4 separate regions of the Mus musculus genome follow, and regions 1, 3 and 4 are each linked to region 2. A link is a contact called in public HiChIP or PLAC-seq data. All regions are on one chromosome and are shown on one strand. The core of a region is the stretch at or near the end of the contact, and the rest is flanking DNA. Distances in the headings are between cores, read along the strand shown.

Region 1 (5,195 bases), core at 726-3,225, 830 kb before region 2:
GGGAGAATACCCCTGGACAAACTTGTGTGAGTTTCTGTCTAGTCAGGCCGCATCAAATGGAGCTAGCGGGGGTGAGCTTTAGGTTCTAGACTCTAATGCAAGCAATAGCTCCCTCCCAACTCCTGGATTAGTCTGCCAGTGGACTTTTCATGGGTGGGAGAGTGAGTTAATCTGCTGTCACTCCAGGCTGCCTTATCTATATCTGTGAAGCCCCCTCTTCTGGCTTCGAGTTGTATGGTATACAATGCCCCCATCACTTTGTTTGAATTTTTAAACTTGAAACTGTGTGCATGTGCGTATGCAGATGTGCATATCTGTGCACACGTGCAGAGGCTAGAGGAACAGGTCCAATATCTTGTACTATCAATTCTGCCTTGAGACAGAGTCCTCACTGACCTAGGAGTTAGGCTGGCAGCCGGCAGCCAGCAGCCAGCAGCCAGCAGCCAGCAGTCCCAGTGATCTTTTGTCTCCACTCCCCACAGCAATGGGGTTACCTGTGCACATGACGACACCCGGGTTTTATGTGGGTTCTTATGTTTTTCTCAGCAAGTGCTTTTAACCACTGGTCCATCTCTGCAGGCCCTGAATTTTTGGGGAGTGGGGATTGGGACAGAATCTCAGATAGTCCAGGCTGGCCTTAAACTCGCTGTGTAACCAAGGATGATTTGGAGCTTGTGGCCCTCCTAACTCTACCCGCGAGGTATCAGGATTACAGTGATGCTTACTTTATGTGATGCTGGAGATTGAACCCAGGGCTCAAGGCAAGCTAAGCAAGCACTGTACCAACAAAGCTACATCTCCAGCCCCGGTCCACCTGTGTCCTTAAAAGTCTTCCTCCCCAGCCCCAGAGCTCCTTGAAGGCACAGTCTGTTTGTTTCAGGTAACTCCAGGGCCCTTGACTGATGGGACAGGATGGCTAGGTGCTAGAGACTAAGCTGAGAGCTTATTTTGCTAGACACAGTACGGGTTTAGGAGGCCCCCTAGTCTTCTGAATGTCCTTAAGATGTTGCAGACTCGTAACATATCCTGAACTTGCTGAGTGCGTTTTGGGGGTGTCTTATGAGTTTTGCCTATACTGGGAAGCATGAAGTGGGTGGAGCAGTTCCATTCTGAGAGAATGTTCCGGGTGCCCCACGGGAGGAACCCCGAACTGACAGAAAGTGAGAAGCCACTGACAGCCCAAACGTAAGCTGCCCTGCCTTGGTGGGTGGCTGGTGGGTGGGTGTGAGGTAACTAGCTCAGGAGAAGCTGCAGTGGCTCTGTGTGGGAGGGGTGCATGGGAGGGTTGTGTGGGAGGGTGGCCACACCTACCCACTCAGCCAGCAGGAGTCAGCTCCTGGCTTAGTCAAAGCATGAGAGTGACAAATATCATCTAAGTTACCAGGTCCTGGGGACACAAACATTACTCGGGAGTCAAAAACCTGAGTTATTCATCATCGGGGACCTTCTCCCAGCAGGGCCCACAGCCTCTGGGGTTTTGTATTCCAAAGTGGAAGATTTGAGGTCACTTTCTTTTGGAGGAACGGCCAGGGGGACACCAGAGCAATTGTAGAAGCCTAACTACTCTCAGGATGGCAATCTTGCCTTCACTGACGGCCTTACCATGTGCCTTTATGCCAGCCACTCAGGGTCTCTGAATCCTTCCTATTGCAAATGGACAACTGTGCCTCTCAGAACCACTAGAGTTATGATAGCCCTGAGGTCTCAGGACAGCTACTCAAAGGTATCTTCTCCCAAACACGGGAAGAAGCCCAGGGCTGTTGATTGTTTGGAGTGGTGCTTAGGAGGGGTCAATGTGAGCACCACCCTGAAGCTCTCCACTGCTTCCCTTTAGCAGGATTGTCTAGAACTCTCTCTAGATCAAAACTTTGCTTTTGTTTATTTGCTTTGGCTTCTGATGGATACAAAGGGCCTCGTGAGGGTGAGGGGTAGGGAGCCTCCTGATAGCTGGGCAAAAAGCCCAACACTCCTGGCCTGGACACTCCCTCAAGGAAGCAAGGGGTTGTGGTGACCAGCACACTGCATGTGACTTCTCTGCAGACAGATGGACATGAGGTTTGGCAAACTTCCTGCGCCAATGACCTATTCAACTCCCATGGAACAGCCTGGTCCTGCCCCCAGGGGTGAGCTGGTCTGTTTGAGCTGGGCCAAGTTCTTGCTGAACCCGTGACAGAGTCCAGTCCCCAGTTGGTCTTGCCCCCGGTCATAGCCATCCTGAAATACTCTATAAGCCAATAGCACCATCTCCCTAGGGCCTCAGACTTACTCCAGATCCTTTGTGTTAGAGCACTGCTGATTGTTTTTGGAAGAAATAACAGCTTTATGCCTTCCAACCTGAGTATATACTACAAGGGAAGATATAGGAGAGATTGATGAGTAGATTAATATAAAAATATCAAGAACAAAAGGCCTATGTGATGTCATAGACTCTGAGTTATTCCCTTGGATCTTGCAATATAGTGTAGCAAGGCTCAGAACCACTAGGCTAGTGTAGGAAATTAGGAGTCTCCAAGGCGTCTTAGTTTTAGGGATCCCACCCAAGAACATTAAAGCCCACCCCACCCCACATTAAATGTAATTTCATAAGGGAAAGGGGAATGGGGGAAGGTAATAACTTTTGGTTGGTTCGAGAGTTAGGAAAAAAAATCTAACCTTGTGATTCCAGCTTGCTTTCTTTCTTCCTTCCTTCCTTTCTTTCTTTCTTTCTTTCTTCCTTCCTTCCTTCCTTCCTTCCTTTCTTTCTTTCTTTCTTTCTTTCTTTCTTTCTTTCTTTCTTTCTTTCTTTCTTTTTTTTTCTCTTATAACTGAGAGTTGACTAACGGCCATAGCAGACACTGCTATTTTGTAAATAGGTAACTTAAAATCTGTAATGGGAATTAAAGTTCTCTGTATTTGGGAACCAATAGTTTCCTTTCCTTTCCTTTCCTTTCCTTTCCTTTCCTTTCCTTTCCTTTCCTTTCCCTTTCCTTTCCTTTCCTTTCCTTTCCTTTCCTTTCCTTTCCTTTCCTTTCCTTTCCTTTCCTTTCCCTTTCTGTCTGTCTGTCTGTCTGTCTATCTTCCTTCCTTCCTTCCTTCCTTCCTTCCTTCCTTTCTTTCTTTCTTTCTTTCTTTCTTTCTTTCTTTCTTTCTTTCTTTCTTTCTTTCTTTCTTTCTTTCTTTCTTTCTTAAAAAAAGAGTTTCAAGTGTTTCCATGGGTCCTTGAAAGCCTCCAGTTGTTGACCACTGCCTGCGTCTGCTCAAAAAAGATCTTGCTAGATTCAGGCTGAGGTTTGCAAGTTTTGTGCAACAGGTGACTCGTGTTGTGTGTGTGTGGTGTTCCTGTGCACATGCATATGAGGTATGTGGGTGCATATGTGTGTTCCTGTGCACGTGTGTATGAGGTGTGTGTGTTCCTGTGCACATGTATATGAGGTATGTATGTGTGTGTGTGCATGTGTGTATATTCCTATGCACATATATATGAGGTTTGTGTGCCTGTGTGTGTGTTTCTGTGCACATGTGTATGAAGTGTGTATATGTGTGTGTTCCTAGTCATATGTGTGTGAGGTATGTGTATGGATGAGGTGTGTGTGTGCATGTGTGTGTTCCTGAGCACATGTGTACGAGGTGTGTGTGCATATATATGAATGAGTCTAGGTCTATTTCTCAGGTACTGCTCACCCTTTTCTGAGATAAGCTTTCTCACAGACCTAGGGCTAGCCAAGTAGGTTAGGCTGGCTGAGCAGCAAGCCCCAGGAACCCTCCTTTCTCCCATATTCTCAGCCCTTGAAGTACAAGAGTGCACCACCTCTCTTACAGGTTCTGGGGATCAAACTCAAGTCTTTGCACTTGTTTACTGAACAGTCTCCCCAGTTCCCCGCAGTATGGCTTCTTCGAGCCTCACTTTCTCCATCTGTAAATGGGGCTAATTTGCTCTCCTATTTCTACAGTTGTTGGGAAGGTTAGCTGTGATAATGAAGGAAAGTTCATAGTCTGGGGCTTGATTCTACTTATAATAGAGTTATCTGATTAAACATACTAGCATTAAAAATTCAAATGAACAAGACAGGTGGTTCTAGAATTTGGAAAACAAAATATTATTTGAATTCTGATGACTTTCTCCTAGTCTCCAGTAAGAGCCTGAAAGCACAGATCTAAATATACACATATTGTAATTACAAAGGGCTTCTTTCACTAAGAATTCAGGATAATTTCACTCTGTTTTAGGTTTGCCTTTGAATGCTTTGTGATGAAAGGATTAAGTAAGAATTAATGATGTAAACAGTATTGGATGGAGGAAGGGAGGTTATTTGGTCTACTTGAAGTAACAAGTTTTTCCAACCTTTAGAAACATCTCCTTACCAGCAAATTAGCGTTAATTAGTGCAGTTTCTTATCAGATCCACAGAACCTCTTCTTGGCTACAGCCTCAGAAGGACCTTGAACTTAAAAATAACCCAGGAATTTCTACTTCTGCATCGATCTGGGACCCAGGGCCTTGTTCACCCTGAACAGCCGTCCTCACTGAGAGCTGACCTCAGAATCTGTGAAAGGGAGATGGGGCTGGATGGACATCCTGGGATCTGGGATGGGGGTGGGGGGTTCCCCCCACCCAAGCACCTGATGAGCACAGACCTGCACGTGGTGTGAGTCATTCCGAATGACTCCAAGTAGTTTACCCAACATGCCACTTGGCAGGCTGTGCTTCTTGTCCTCCTAATTGGAAGGGCAAGACGGATTGATGGATGGGGTGCTGCAAGCTCGGAGATATGTGAACATCTCAGAATCCCGCTGGTCACGTGGTACCACGTAAGTGCCAGTTTCTATGTTGAGGCCGAGTATCTTGGTATACTGAGTGAACATTACATTCCTGGTTATGTGGGAAGCCTGGGGTGGGGGTGGGAGGTGGGGGTGGGGGTGGGGGTGGGGATGGGGGAGGGTTCAGGATACCTAAATTCCAACTTGGGTTTCTGTTAATAATAAGCTGTGAGACATCAGCTAAGTCACTCTGGCTGCGGATTAGCTGGGTTTATAGCGTGCTGAATTCAGTAAGAATGATAGATTGGGGAAATTAGATGCTTTCAAAGAGTAATCACTAAATGAATGAGGTTTCATTTGACCGTCTGTTTCAAGGAGTGGACGTGGACTATGGAGAATAGTCCCACTCTGCAGCTTCCCAGATGATTAAACAAGCATGCCCAAGGTATGAATCAAAGG
Region 2 (4,721 bases), core at 601-3,100:
TTCCTTCCAGCGTTTGAGACAAGCCTAGCTAGGGGCAGAGGCGTGGCTTGGATTTCCATCCTGCAGCCTCCCCTCCAATCAGCCATGTCATGGTGGAATTTTTATTAGCCATAAATTTTTTTACTGGCTAGATTAATGCGATTGAAAGCATCACACCCAGTAAATAGTGTCTGCTATTTGTTTTAGCAATACCTGTGGAAAAAGGGCAATTGGGACCCAGGCACAGCGGAGCTGGTGAAGCCATTGGCTGCACCTAACTGTTGGGGGCCCCTTTGACTGATGACCAGGGGATGTTCTTCTTCGAGGGAGGTCCGCCCAGCAAGAGGCTCCATTGGTGCATGCGGCTGCCATGTGTAGCCATGATTCACTTCACTGACTATCAAAGCTTTCTACAACTTTGCTTGCTGACTTTTGACCAGAAGTTCCCTTTCAACACAAGGAAAACCTGCCTAGAGAGAGACAGAGGGAAAGCCCACTGCAGGGAAATAAATGGTAGCCGTATTCCTGGCGGTCTACGTTTTATGGTCCGAGGCGCTCCGGCTTGAGTCTGCCCCGTGGTGCTGCCTGGTGTGGGTGTGTTTGGTGACATTTTATGGAGCATGGTTTATAATCAGCATGGATTATTGTAACAACAACAAGTGGGAGGGATATTCAATAAAACCTTGTTGGATAGCAAATGCCCTACACAAAAACACTGTTTTAGAGGCCCAGGACCCAAGCGGTGTGTTTATAAAGGCACCTTCGGAAATGTTCTTTCACAGAAACCTATTTTTTTTGAAACAGATTTTTAAAAGAAGGTGTGGGATCTGCAAGACATTGGTCCCCATCTGTTTTCTACCCCCCCTGACCTTGGTTGTTTGACTACGTGGTCATGACCCCTTAGTGAGTAGGGTAGACGGTCTGGGGAAGACGGTTAGTGGAAGCTTCGGCATCGGCGTTTGCTCTTCCCTTCCTGGAAGAAGAAGAAGAAGAAGAAGAAAGAAGTCAGATTTCTCTTCTTAAAAAAAAAAAAATGTTATAAAAGAGAAGCACAAACAGAAAACGAGCCAAATTGCTAAAGGGGATCAAGAATTGAAATACAGCCTCCAAAGTTGCATGTACAGAAAGAAACCCTAAAACGTTCCCAAACCCCAACCTGGAGCGTTGATCTGCCTGAATTTCTTTAGTCTCAGGCCAGTTTCAACCATTAGACGACTTACAATTATAAAGTTGGCAGTGGCTACAGCCCATGGTGGCTGGAGGGGATTCACTTTGTAAATTCAGTTCCTTGGGTAGGTGGTATTGGCAAGATCATCCTGTTCCCCCGCTGCCAACCCCGAAGACGCAGAATGCCTTTCCTGGATCGAAGTCCAGCAAGGCATGCTGGGAAGGGAATGAGTCTGGACTGAGGATGAGGTGGAAAGACCAAAAAAGGTGAAGATGGGAAGGTTACGGGGAGGAGGCAGAGGGATGGAGGACACGAACAGTAACTGAACAAAGAAAAGAATGTGATTTGAGGTGCAGAGAGAATGCCTATAGGAAGATAGACTGATAGGTAAGAAAGAGATAGGTAGATAGGTAAGGAACAGATCTTGAGGAAATAGATAAAACAATTATAAACATCTTCTTCTGAAATCTTCATTTTTGAGGTCACAAATTTTCTTGATATTTTGGAATATCAGCCTCGTATCTTCTCGTTCCACGGACCAAGCCCTGCTCACCATAGACAGGATGGTTCGCCTTGTGCTTGCCAATGTGCATCGCTCCACGGTGGTAACTCTGCCTTTCTTCCAGTGCAGTGATAGATGAGTCACAGAAACGGCTTTTTCCATGAACTGCCATCCAGTCCCCTACCAGCCAGTGGCTCTAATCTCTGCCGAATGTGCAAGTGTTTATTTTTCCAAGCCTGGTACCTTCTATGAGTCACAGGGCTCAGATGCCACTTAGTAATGGGCCCTTGTAGAAGTCAAGAATGTGACACACGGTGAGGCACACAGCTTAACAATCACAAACAACAGCACGGTTAATGGGGGGTGAAACTTCGGTGACATGTGTCACACCAAAGAGCCGACTCCTTGGGCTCCCGGTGTCAACAGATGAAGGGTCTCGGTATTGGGTAATAATGATAAAATATTGCCATCTGTTGGCATCCTGTGTAAGCAGACTCTCACATGCACACCATTGATGACTTTCCAGGCTGCCAAGGGAGAGGGTGTATGGAAAATACTGAGTAAAAAAAATCAGAACATGGAAGGTTGAATCTCTAAGAGAAAAAATACAGCCTTCTAGATATTCAAAAGAGAGCCGAGAACATCACAGTGACACACTCACTTACCGCCCATCCCAGGCAGGAAGGATAGGAGCTAAGCCCACTAACAGTAGCTGACCTTTAACTCAATGAATCAGAGGATTTGGACTTCTGGTGGGTTGTGTCATTAAATAGTACTAGGAACGAGAGTCCTTGGAATGGGCTCAGAGAGTTTTCTATCATGTCTGATCTTTAGATCTTTACTACAAGAGTAATAGGTACGGATGTTAAGTTGTGTGTGAAGATTATGCACAGTTCAGGCAAAAATGGTAAGCCAGAATAATCTAAATTATCTCCTAGTATAACTATCCACACATTCTGAGGACAATAGAATAAATTAGTATTTCTTATTTAACATTTTATTGATTCTTTGTGAATTACATATCATGCACCCCAATTCTACTCATCTCCCCACCCCCTTGTAGCCACCCCTATTCTTGCAACCTCCCCACCAAAAGAAAAAAAAATCCCCTTGTGTCCCACACTATACCCTTTTGTCCACACATCTGTACTTGTGAATGTTCATTGCAATGAATGAGTCACTTGTCTGGTTCAAGGCCACTACACCATCAGTACTGGATCTTCACAGGGACTCCTCTCTGGTCTTCTGTTGTTCCCCTGTGCCATGATGATCTCTCCTCTTTGGATCTGTAGGACCTGCCTCTTCATGTGTTCCAGTAGTCTATTCATGGGGCAAACAATAATTATAGTCATTCAGATGCCCAGAGAGGATTTATTAGGCCTGATAATCTAGACATTGCCTATAATGCCCATTCATGAACAGCACTATATAGTATTTTAGGACAAAAATTCTATAAAACCAAAACCCCAAAACCAACCAACCTAACAAACAAACAAACAAGAAGCTGGGATCTTGGGGCTGGGGAGAACAGCCCTTGAGTTAAGAGTGCCCCCTGTTCTTCAGAGTCCCTGGATCTGGTTTATTGTGCCAGTAACTGGCAGCTCCTCTTCTCTTATAACTCCAGTTCTGAGGGATTCAACGATCTTCTCTATCCTCTATAGGATCTGACATACACATTGTATAGACTCACACAGAGATGCATGCATACATACAGATAACAATCCATCTCAAAACCCTTTAAGATTTATAGGTATTTGTAGTGTCCATAAACAATATATAAAAAACAGAACAACTTTAAACCTTTCTGAATCTCATTAATTATTTCCTTCCATATGCAGCTGTTAAGCTTTCTGTTCATACTTATCTTGAAAGATCACAAAAACGTAAGAAGAAATAGGCAAGTCCAAATTATGGAACCATTAAATATTGAAGAGCCAAAGCAGGTGGCAAACACAGAAATTACTCATGATGATAAAATAAGGGTTTGATTACATAAATACATGTCACTTTCCCCCCTTGAAATTCTTACTTTTAGGGTCATAGAAACTCAACCTCAGATTTGCCTATCTTTCTTTTGCTGATCTTAAAAGGCAATAATGCATACACATGGATGGCTGTACCAGACTACAGGGAATATTTTCAGTGTAGTGTATATAGTGATACAGTATGATGTATGCCGTTATAATGTTATTGATAACATCCATCCTGCATTATCATACACTGTTACTGTCTCTTATTTTCCCTTTTCCTCTCCCTTTTTGTTTTCCATTCACCCTCCAAGCCACCCCCTTTGGCTTTTGGATCCTAGTGTTTTCTTTTCTAGTTATCAAAAATGAGAGAAAACATGAGACTTAGCTTTTTCACCTGACACAGTTGTCTCCAGTTCTGTCCAGTTTTATACAAGTGACTCATTCCATTCTCTATCTCTTCTTTAAATCACCGAGTAAAATGCTCAGCTTTACAGTCCTGGCTGATACTACATCATTTGACTAAGGTAGTCTGAATGTGGTGCTTGTCAAGTTTGTCATGTGAACCCTGACTCCTGCATGGATGAGTTCAGTAGGCTCTGCTTTCTGGAGAAATACCACAGCTCATATTCTTGTGTCAAAGCAAAAATGGAGTGGCGACTGGACAGATGTCTCAGTGGATAAAAGTTCTTGCCACACAACCTGGCAACCCGAGTTCATCTTAAAAACCTGGGTGATGGAGGATCCAACTTCACAAAGGTATATCTGATTATAGTAGCATTTTGGTTCATCTCACAAGCCCTGCTTCTCTCTCGCGTGCACGCTTACACACACACTAAATGATTATGAATGTTAAGAAAAATGGAGAGACTATCAAAGAAACTAGAGCAAGTAGATCAGCTATCCAGAACCAGCAGTCTCTTAAACTTCACATAGATTCCTAAACCCACAGGCCTTAACTCTTATCTGGACAATTTACCATTAGAAAGTTCATCTCATTGTTCATCACTGCAGTTGGGCATCACCATTCAAGAATCCAGTTTAAGCAAGAGGCCTGTGCTGCAGAATTAAAACTACAGTTTCCCCACAGGCCCTTTCACAGATA
Region 3 (4,932 bases), core at 2,306-4,805, 850 kb before region 2:
TTGGACTTGCAAACTTTATATGCCCCAGTACGGGGGAACGCCAGGGCCAAAAAGTGGGAGTGGGTGGGTAGGGGGGGGGGGGAGAGGGTATGGGGGACTTTTGGGATAGCATTGGAAATGTAAATGAGGAAAATACCTAATTAAAAAAAAAGAAAACAAAAAAACAAAACAAACAAAACAAAACAAACAAAAGGAAACAAAAACAACAACAACAACAACAAAAAAGAAACCTCTGAGACTAACTTCACTGCACTTGGCAGTGAGACGTACAAATAAAGCATATGATCATGGGCCTCTAATTGGGGTATGGTGCTGGGTTGGGCTAGGGACATAGATAGCAGGCTGCCAGGTCTTCAGTGGCCTGGGCTGTGACCCTGAGCTGGGATTATATGTCATGGATGATAGGAGGTTTCCTGACCATCACAGTGGGCTCCTCTGTTACCCTCCTTCATAGACATGGAGTGTCATTAACACAGGGTAGGACAAGAGAGTTGTGGCTCACCACGGATGTCTCAAAAGCATCTCTAGAATCCCTTCCCGAGTCTCTTGTCCTTTCTTTGATCTTGTTTTTTTCCAAAAGAACTTGGGGTCTGAGAAGTGACTCTTACTGACTCTATGGGGGCCTCTTGTGAGAGCCCATTAGGATAGCTGGCTCTATTCATTGACCCTCCCCTGGTTGGCATTTTGGACGTCCCTTGGCTGCAGACTTCCTCCTTGAGGTAGATGATAGCACACTTGACCCACCTAGTCAAGATGGCGTTGAGGAAAAAGGGAAAATGAGGGCTGTATATCTGCTCATAGTTTCCATGTGTATGTGTGTGGAGTATGTATGCGAATGTGGGCACGTATATGCGTGTAGGCCAGAGGTCAACCTTGGATGTCATTTATTAGGTACCACCATCCACTTTTTTTCTTCTTCTTCTTCTTCTTCTTCTTCTTCTTCTTCTTCTTCTTCTTCTTCTTCTTCTTCTTCTTCTTCTTCTCCTTCTTCTTTTCTTTTTTTTTTTTTTTTTTTTTTTTTTTTTTTTTTTTGATAGGGTCTATCCCTGGCCTGGAACATAAAGTCCCAGGGGCCCACATGTCTCCCCCTCTTCAACACTTATTACAAACACACACCATCACATCTGGTTTTGCAAGGGGTAAGGGGGCTTTCTGGGGATCCCCATGCTTGTGTGGCAAACACTTTACTGACAGAGCTGTCTCCCCAGACCTCTTTTTTTGTTGTTGTTGTTTCCTCCTAAGCAGACAAGATCCTGGTTTCACTGGTCAGTGGAACTAGCAGAGAGTTTTTTTGTAGTTACTGGCAGCCCAGAACCATTAGTGACTTCCGATGCATGAGACGCTATGTTCCCTTCCAACTGGCCATCTGCTTGTCTCTTTCCAGCCCTTAAAGAGGCCACAGATAATCCCACTCAGGGATAGAGGATTCCTGGATGCTTTGTTTGCTGAGAAGGAGCCTCTAAGACCCCCAGCTGCAAAGTCTGGACCCTTCTGTTCATCGCAGCTAAGAAAGATTCTTACTAGCATCTAGAGGCAGAGGCTGGGGATGTTGCAAGAATCCTATAGAACAAGGGACGGCCACCAAACAAAGGATGATGTGTCCCTAGTAGTCAGGCTTGCTGGAGCTAACAGGTGTGCTGCAGAGCTCTGCCACAGTTGTATAGGTGAGTCCCAAGAGGGCCTGCTGGAGTGTCCCTGGACTTCTGTTGAAGTGCCTAGCTAGGTTCTTGTGTCACACAGCAGAGGACTGAATCGAGAGACCTGTGATTAGAAGAAGGACAGGAAGAAAAGGACAGTCTTCCAAGGAGCATGGGAACGGACTAGTGAGCGGAGAGAAAAGGCATGTGCTCAAATGTACCCTGCGATAGGCCAAGTGGTCTTTATAGGTGTTCTGCACAGCACCTGCCTCTCCCCTGTTTGTATACTGCGAGCTTTTTGGAGCACGTGCGGCCCCTGTGAGAATGTGCTTTTCTTTCTATGTGAGTCTTGATATCACAGTTCTTCAGCCTCTAGTTCCCTCAACTCTGGGCTCCCTGCTTCCTCCTTGCCTGCCTACCCCCTGGCTCTGACCTTGAGCTCCTACTTCCCCCTTGCCCTTTGGCTCTCTATCCTTGAGTGCTTCTCTTCCCCCTTGACCCCTGCTTGAACCCTGGACTCCCCCATACCCTCCTCCCCAGCTGTAACCCTGGGTTCCTCCTCCCTCCTCCTCAGCTCTAACCTGGGCTCCCCTCTCCCCACTCAACTGTAACCCTGTGCTCCCCACCTCCAACTTGGCCCCAGCTCTGACTCTGTACTCCCACCCCCTCCATCTCTTTATTGACTTACCAAAGCAGGGGAATCTGTTATTTTTCCACGTACATTTCCCTCTGCGTCTTATCAAGAACCCCCAAGTTCAGCACACCCTTGATTAGTCATTTCCATTAACAGTGTTGATTTTGGGGATGGTGTTTATTTTTGAAACATGGTCTCTTTTTTTTCCCTCCCTGCTTCCTCATGGACCAGTGGGACCAGCCAGCTTTCTAGTGACATCTAGTCTACTCTCTCCTTAGCCACCATAAGCCATGAGGCCCACCTCTGAAGACCCCTGTCCCTTTCTCTGCCTTCAGAGGAGGGCATCTGTAAACGTCAAACATCTCTTAAAGGAATAGTTGTGGAAAGACCTCTTTCCCCTTCTCAGGTGTACGTTATTTTCTTTAGTTTTAAGTTTATTTTATTTTCTAATCTATTTTTTTTGAGAATGTTGTACATGGGTACTGTTTTATTTATTCCACTTCCACCGCTCTCATCCCCCTCCCCCTTGTAACTCCCACTCTCTCTTAAATTCCTCATTTCTAATTATTATTCTTGCATATAGATACACATATGCATGTACATACATGTGTGCCGATTACATATGCATACACATACATGTGTATACATACACGTGTACATATGTGTATATATACATGTGTACATGTGTGTATGGATATACATATGTGTGTATATGTGCATGTTTATATGTGTGTATATGTACATGTATATGCATGCATGCATATATGTCTGTATATGCATATCTCTATATATGCAATGATAGTTAGAGAAGGGGGCTTTGGTGCTGAGCCCACTTTGAATTACTCATATGTACTAGTTTAGGACTCACTGCTCAGCATTTGATAACCTGCCCAGGGCTCACTGATTTTCCTTTTCTCAGCCGTTTACTTTATTTCTTTAAGACAGCTCAGAGAATAGCCTTGGGCTCCTCTCTGGCTCGTGCTGGGACTGCAGACTGCAGACATGAACCATCACTGTCCTGTCGGTACAGTCCTGGTGACCAATCCTGGTTCAAGCAATGCAAGCCAAGTGCTCAGTCAACTTAGCTACATCCGCGGCCCCTCAGACAGACTTTTTAAATTCTTCCTATTACCGACTTTTGCTTGCACAGCTCATCTACTCCAGAGCCTGGCTGTCCTGCTCCATGAAGCCTAGTGAATTTGTTGCTCTCTGCACTGAGTCAGGAGGCAGAGAGGTTTTGACTCGGGCATCCCTCCAGTGTTCTCCCTCTCTGGCTTCCACTGAAGTGCTTCTGACTCACAAAAGCACTGTTTCTCTCTGCTCTCGGTGGCTCTTGGCTCTCCCTCTGCTAGGAGGGTTAGAAGAAGTTTCTGGCTGAGTGATGTACGAGTCACACAGAATCTATGCACATATCTTAAGTTTCATCTTTGCCTGGAGGACCCCCAGCATCTGCCTCCTCGTTCTTAAGTTCCGGCAGCCACAAGCTCCTCTCTTCTGTCTCCTGCTATGTTGTCTCTCTGCACATGTGCGGGTTGCATTGTAGCCTGTCTCAAGGCGGTGGCCCAACACTTACTCAGGACTGGCCAAAGGTGTGTTATGGACACAAATGCCAGAGATGTCCCAGGGAACCCCTTCCCCCCCATTCCTCCCTGGGATTTGGATACCACCACCACTGGGGCGTGGGTTCCTTCTGGGTATTTATTTGTTTAAACATGGGTGGTTCCTAGAGAAAAAGGTCTCAGGTTTCAAGGTTGGAGACCAGGGCAAACAGAAAGTGGGTGGTCTGTATAAGTGAGCAAGGGAGAGAGAAGGAAGAAACCCACCCACCTTCATTTCATGCCTTTGAGGATAGATATACTGCAGTGAGACCTCCTGCCAGACTTGAGGAGCTGGAGTGTGCACGTTAGGGGCACTGAGGTTGCCTGTGGGAGAGCAGCGTTAGGATATAGGTGAGCAATAAGTAGGATCAATTCATCCCAAGAGCTTTGATGGCTATTCTCTAACCTTGGGAAGCAGCAGGTTACAAGGACTGTAGAAGATCCCAAAGGACCTGTCTTCGGGGGCTAAAGCCATGCCTCAGACAGTAAAATGCATCTTGCAAGTATGAAGCCTGGAGCTCCATCACTGATTCCTGTATGAAAAAGCCAGGGCTGGGAAGATGGACAAGTAGGAGCTTTCTGGCCAGGTAGCCCAGCCTAACTGGCACGTTCCAGGCCAGAGAGACGAAACCAAACAAAGATGCAGGCGTAAGGTGTATGACGAACATTACCCAACTCTGTTCTTTGGATCCATGTGCATACATGTGTGAGCAAGCTACACACACACACACACACACACACACACACACACACACACACACACCAGAGCCAGTATAATCAGGGAATAAGAACTTGAACTAATGTGGTGTGTGTGTGTGTGTGTGTGTGTGTGTGTGTGTGTGTGTGCGCACGCGCGTGTGTGTAGAATGAATGGCCCTTTCTGGTGTCTAGCAGCCAGCTTCCTCTCTGGGTAGAAATGGCCAGGAAAAGAATCTTCTCAGTCCTGAGTTCCCATCTGGAGTTTGACATAAGCCACATAAGCACTGAGGATCTCCAGATAGATGAAAAAAAAATCAGAGATAAAGGTATCTCTGATAAAAATCATTCAAGGTATGCCACACCC
Region 4 (5,000 bases), core at 1,469-3,968, 930 kb before region 2:
GATTCTTGATCAGTGGTTGTCAAACAGGCTTCAGGGCCAGAACCAACCTGCAACCTGTTTGGCTGAACTGACAATTAGTTTCACCTTCTAAATTAAAAGGGGGAAAAAATCCCCCTCCCTTCAAGAAGCGAGAGAAAGGACATCAGGTGTCCTGTTCCATTACTCTCTGCCTTATTTCTTGAGACAGGGGTTCTCAATGAATCTATAGCCAGACTGGCAGCCAGCAACCCCCAGGGATCCTCCACGGCCAGCCCTGAGGTTAAAGGCGCATGCGCAGCCATGTCCACCTAGCTTTTTATGTGAGCGCTGCGATTCAACCAGAGGTCTTCATGCTTGTGTACCAAGTGCTCTTTGCCCACTGAGTGGTCTCCCTGCCCCCTCTGTTATTTTTCTTTTGATAGAATCTTGGACAGAGCATTCAACTGGAGAGCTCTTACAATGATGCTAATGCGTTTTCTTAGAAATCCCATATTTTACTCCTGGCATCATATAGGTTCCTGGAGCAGGGATCCCACTGGGATGTTTGAACAGTAGTGGGTGGGGGAGGTACAGTCTTTGATCCCCACCCCTCCCCCTCCCTACCAGAGGGATACCTGTATAGACACAGCCATGCATGGGAAGTAGGAGTTTGGCCTTGTGGTTGCACGTGTTGGCTGGTACTCTGCCTCGTTGTGTTTTGTCATAGAGAGGAGGTAAGGTAGCCAAGACCCTCCCGGAGCAGCAGCGCTGAGGGCTGGGGTGTAGGAGTAAGCACAGGTGTCATTCTGATTTAAAGGAGGCCACCCGAGCGAGTGAGCGGTGATTCATGGGTTTCAACAGAGGGAACATTTTTCTTGCCTCAGTCACCCCCACCTCGATCTGTTCTCCCAGTTTTTTTGGGGGTGGGGAGTGTGACAGAAGAGAGGGGCAGGGATGGAGACAAGGTGGCCCCAAGTGTCCACTCCTGCCCACCAAATGCTCTGCTTAGAGCAATGACTGGGAAGGTCTACAGCACACAGCAGCCTTGGATGTGAGCTCCACAGAGAGGCTGAGGACTGTACAGGGTTGGGAGCAGCACTTATGAATCACCCCTGGAGCAGTTGCTCTCTGCCCCAGGGGACCCACTCACACATTCCCAAGGGAGCCAATGCCCAGGAGACATGACGTCATTGTCACCGGGCAAGGAGTTTCATCCACGTGTGGCCTCAGAGCTCGTTCCCAGGGGTTACACCCAAGCTTCTCAGGATGAGACAGGCAAATCAAAGGTGATGGATTTTCTCCTTATGTGGTGTATGTGTGTGTGTGTGTGGTATGCATATATAAATGTATATGTCCTGAGCACATGAAAGGTCATGTGTGCACACAAGGGTTTGTCTATGTTGTGTGCATATGTGCATGCGTGTGTGCATCTGTCTGTCTAGCTCCTGCCTCTGGTTCCACCCAGGACAGCAAGAATTCTCATGAGCTCAACCATGGGAAGAAGGGAACATTGTGATGAATAGGCTGCCAATCCATACATTTTTTCTCAATGATCTTCCTTCCAGTCATGGCTCAGACACGCAATTTTCATGAGACGTTCTGTGTGTGGCTACAGTTCCTGTTCATCTGGCATGTGCCCACGTGTCACATGGTCAGGTGGGCTGGCCATCTATAGTTGACTTCAGAGGGGTAAGGCCAGCCCGATGCAGCCTGCTGAGTCTCTCCCAGGCATCAGTCTCAGGGCTCTGAGAACTTTTGCCTGTTTCACTGGCTCCTTAGGCTCCCTTGCTTCATGAGTAACACACAAGGCAAGGGAGAGAGCTCTTCAGCAGTATGAGCGTGCAGAGCCAACCCGACCACTGCACACAGCTTTCTTTCTCCCCATTAACCATCCCAAAGTCATTAAGCCTTTCTTCTGTGCATACAAGACTTTTAATTTTTTTTTTGCTTGCTAGTGTTGGACATGCTTGACAGCCACTGTACCCATGAACTATAACCTGACCCTTTGTTTCTTTGAGATGGGGAGGGGAGGGTTCTCATCATGTACGTCGGGCTAGCTTTACACTTGCCGTATAGCCTATAGTAGTCTCAAACTTCAGCTCCTCCTGCCCCAGCCTCCCAAAGTTCCGGTACGCCAGATGTGTGCTCACACACACCTGGCTCTCTTTGAAAATGGTATGTTTTTCCCCACCTGCAATGCTCTCAATAAGAGACAACTTTCTGGCTGTCCCCAATTTCCTGGTTTAGTCAGGACCCACAAACATCTAAAATATTTCATCTCCATAGATAACCAAGGCAAAAATAAGACAAATACAGAGTCCACACCAGGAACAATTAGGTGAAAAGACGGGGCAGGGATAAGGGTGGCCAATGTGGTATGTGGATTGGGGACATGGCTTGGCTGGGGAGATCACATTGGCTGTCGCTGCATACATTGAGCACGATGCTTATTTAAGGAAAACAAACCTTCCTGAAAATGACAAACCACCATTAGAGTTCCTGTTTGTCCACTGTCATCTCGGGAAGTCCATCTGTCTGTAGTGTGGGTCTGTGTGGATAGTTCCCCAGGGCACTGTGAGGTTCCTCCTAGAAGAGATGAAGTCGTCATTTCCTCTTGCTCTATAAGAGGGCTCCTAGCGTCAGGACTGTGTCCGTTCCTCTTGAACAGCCCAAATGCTTGTGGACATAGTGCTTAAGCTAACATCCAGGAACCGGGCTTGGTTGGCGTTGCTCCACCCACCTCTCCATAGAGGTCCTGATAGGAAGGCCGGCCGGCCACGTTGTGGGCATAGCAAACAGAAGGCCAGCGCTGCCCTGGTAGGAGGTGCATGTGCCCTGCGGCTCCTTGGGTCACAGGGGAGCGACCTGAATCACATTCAAAAACCACTTTTCCTTTTTCTTAATCACAGACTCTGCTTTCTGTTTCCTTCCTGCCACGCTCTTTTCGAAAAGGAAAACACACGTCAAGCCAATTTCCCAAGGCTGGGCAATATACAGAACCTCTGGGGACATGTCTCTGGCCGAGCTTCCCCTGTGGATGGTGGTCACAGCTCTAGTGTCCTTGAGTGGGCTTTTATTTCTTTTTTGACTTATGATAGACAGAAAACATTGTCCTTTCAGCCTTTCAGGGGCTGGAACTTGCTGCCAGGCTTTGGTTTAAGGGATTAATGGTTGACTGCAGGTGGGTTTCTTTTTCCCTCCTGCCTCTGACACTAGGACATCTCCTTGGTGACAATCCTTCCTGAAACAAAACTAATGGGCAAAACCGGTTGGACAGAAAGTGTCCCGGGACCCAGAGGCTACGTGAATCCCTGTAGGTCAGGTCGAAAGGAGACAGTGGCAGAATAGCCCGTGGCCGGGCAAGCCTGGTGAGACTGTCCACTTGTCTTGCACTTCAGGGAAAAGCTCCATTCGAGTCCTTTGTGGATTCTGTGAGAAAATATCCTCTCTGTAGCCGTCAGGTCAGCCCTGTCTGGAAGGCAGCTGTTTTGTGACTCACAAGGAAGAGAGGGAGGCTGGGGATTGTAATCTGCTCTGTAAAATCTTGTGAGCTGGGCAGGGTTGAGGTTTTATTTTCTCTTCTCCAAAGCCCTGAGGGTCAGAACGGTGTATTTCACCATGTCATCATGGAGAAACAAGTTTTGTCATTCAGAGAGGAAGAACCTGCAGTAGTTTGAGGAAGAAACATGGACTCTCCCTCCCCTACCTACCACCCCCCATTAAAAAAAAATCAGTCTCCAAAAAAAGGAGGTGGGGACTCACTTTTGGTAAAAGATTGGCTGGGCTGCCAGGAAAATATAGGGTTTTTTTTTTTTTTGTCTTGTTTTGGAGTTTTCTAAAGGATTGGCAGGTTCTGAGAGAGGGTGTTATCAGTTTGTGGAATGGCTTCCTGGTTGCAGAAAGCAATGTCCTGGGCTTTGGGGATGGGGACAGGGAACCCTGAGCTTTCATTCAGTGTGTCACACTGCTGTCATGTTTCCTCAGTGATCTGGAAAAAAAGAGCAAAGGTCAAACACCTGAAGTCTCTCGTGGGTCTGCAGACAGCCTCTGTGGGGGCCAGAGGTGCGCGGCTGCCTGGCTGGCCTTTGAGAGTGTGCTCTAACCTGAATGTAGGAGGGTTATGCATTGATATGTGTGTGTGCGTGTGTGTGTGTGTCGTGTGCATGTGTGTGTTTGTATGTGTGTCTGTCTGTGTATGTTGTGTGTGTGTGTGTGAAAGAGACAGAGACAGACAGACACACAGAGACAGACAGACAGCAAATGGGTAAGACATATACTCACCCAACAGGTATTTAGCCAATGCTTACTAAGTACAGTACAGTTACAGAAAACAAAGGAGAAAAAGTCTTCATCTCCATCTCTAGAGAGGATAGACATACTCTAAACAGACAGACAGACCCAGACCCAGAAGTGATAATGCTGTGGAAAACAAACAAACAAACAAACAAAAAATAAATAAACAAGAGCCAGGAAGGAGAGATGGCTCAGTGGTTAGGAGCATTGGCTGCTCTTCCAGAGGACCCAGGTTGAGTTACCAGGGCCAACATAAAGGCTCACAAATACCCATAAATCCAGTGCCAACCCCCTCTTCTGGCTTCTGTGGGCATCGAGCACACATGGTACACAGATATATATGAGGGCAAAACACCCACACCCATGCACATAAAATAAATAAACCTTTTCTTTTCTTTTCTTTTCTCTTCTCTTCTCTTCTCTTCTCTTCTCTTCTCTTCTCTTCTCTTCTCTTCTCTTCTCTTCTTTTCTTCCTTTCCTTTCCTTTCCTTCCCTTCCCGTTCCCGTTCCCCGTTCCCCGTTCCCCGTTCCCCGTTCCCCGTTCCCCGTTCCCTTTCCCTCCCTCCCTTCCTTCCTTTCTTTCTTTTTCTTGTTAAAGAGCAAGGGATCAATCCTTTCCAATGAAAAGAGCAGAGGGGTGGAGAGCAACGGAGAGATCCTTGGGTTGCAGGTGGTAGCATCTGGACAAAGTGCAGGCAGTGACCCGGGCGAGAGAACATTCTAGGCCAGTAGACAGGAGACGGTGGCTT

Evidence for each region. HiChIP or PLAC-seq counts read pairs in DNA pulled down with a chosen protein or histone mark.
Region 1: a contact with region 2 is called in a FOXA1 HiChIP or PLAC-seq map of pancreatic cancer cells. The contact joins two enhancer-like sites. A contact is called at or near these places in 2 of 115 datasets of contacts at active chromatin or transcription factors (bone marrow-derived dendritic cells and pancreatic cancer cells) and 2 of 9 other capture datasets (embryonic tail and embryonic trunk).
Region 3: a contact with region 2 is called in an HNF4G HiChIP or PLAC-seq map of pancreatic cancer cells. The contact joins two enhancer-like sites. A contact is called at or near these places in 1 of 115 datasets of contacts at active chromatin or transcription factors (pancreatic cancer cells) and 2 of 9 other capture datasets (embryonic tail and embryonic trunk).
Region 4: a FOXA1 HiChIP or PLAC-seq map of pancreatic cancer cells shows a contact between it and region 2. The contact joins two enhancer-like sites. A contact is called at or near these places in 1 of 115 datasets of contacts at active chromatin or transcription factors (pancreatic cancer cells) and 1 of 9 other capture datasets (embryonic stem cells).

What each region holds. Positions count from the first base shown.
Region 1 is chr11:113,005,586-113,010,780 of GRCm38.p6, reverse strand. No RefSeq gene overlaps it. Among named protein-coding and RNA genes, the nearest start is that of Gm39467, 130 kb to the left of the region's middle. Within about 2 kb of position 1,975, at least 38 of the 459 cell types and tissues checked have an H3K27ac peak or open chromatin away from gene starts, as enhancers often do. A contact at or near this core is called in pancreatic cancer cells, where this site is marked.
Region 2 is chr11:112,170,995-112,175,715 of GRCm38.p6, reverse strand. It overlaps Gm39461 (a long non-coding RNA gene), which reads right to left. Exons shown (of 3, transcript XR_880297.2): 2 at 2,778-2,969; 3 at 775-952. Among named protein-coding and RNA genes, the nearest start is that of Gm39461, 16 kb to the right of the region's middle. Within about 2 kb of position 1,850, at least 25 of the 459 cell types and tissues checked have an H3K27ac peak or open chromatin away from gene starts, as enhancers often do. A contact at or near this core is called in pancreatic cancer cells, where this site is marked.
Region 3 is chr11:113,025,779-113,030,710 of GRCm38.p6, reverse strand. No RefSeq gene overlaps it. Among named protein-coding and RNA genes, the nearest start is that of Gm39467, 110 kb to the left of the region's middle. Within about 2 kb of position 3,555, at least 44 of the 459 cell types and tissues checked have an H3K27ac peak or open chromatin away from gene starts, as enhancers often do. A contact at or near this core is called in pancreatic cancer cells, where this site is marked.
Region 4 is chr11:113,099,424-113,104,423 of GRCm38.p6, reverse strand. The region is part of intron 1 of 2610035D17Rik (RIKEN cDNA 2610035D17 gene); the gene reads left to right. Among named protein-coding and RNA genes, the nearest start is that of Gm39467, 32 kb to the left of the region's middle. Within about 2 kb of position 2,718, at least 105 of the 459 cell types and tissues checked have an H3K27ac peak or open chromatin away from gene starts, as enhancers often do. A contact at or near this core is called in pancreatic cancer cells, where this site is marked.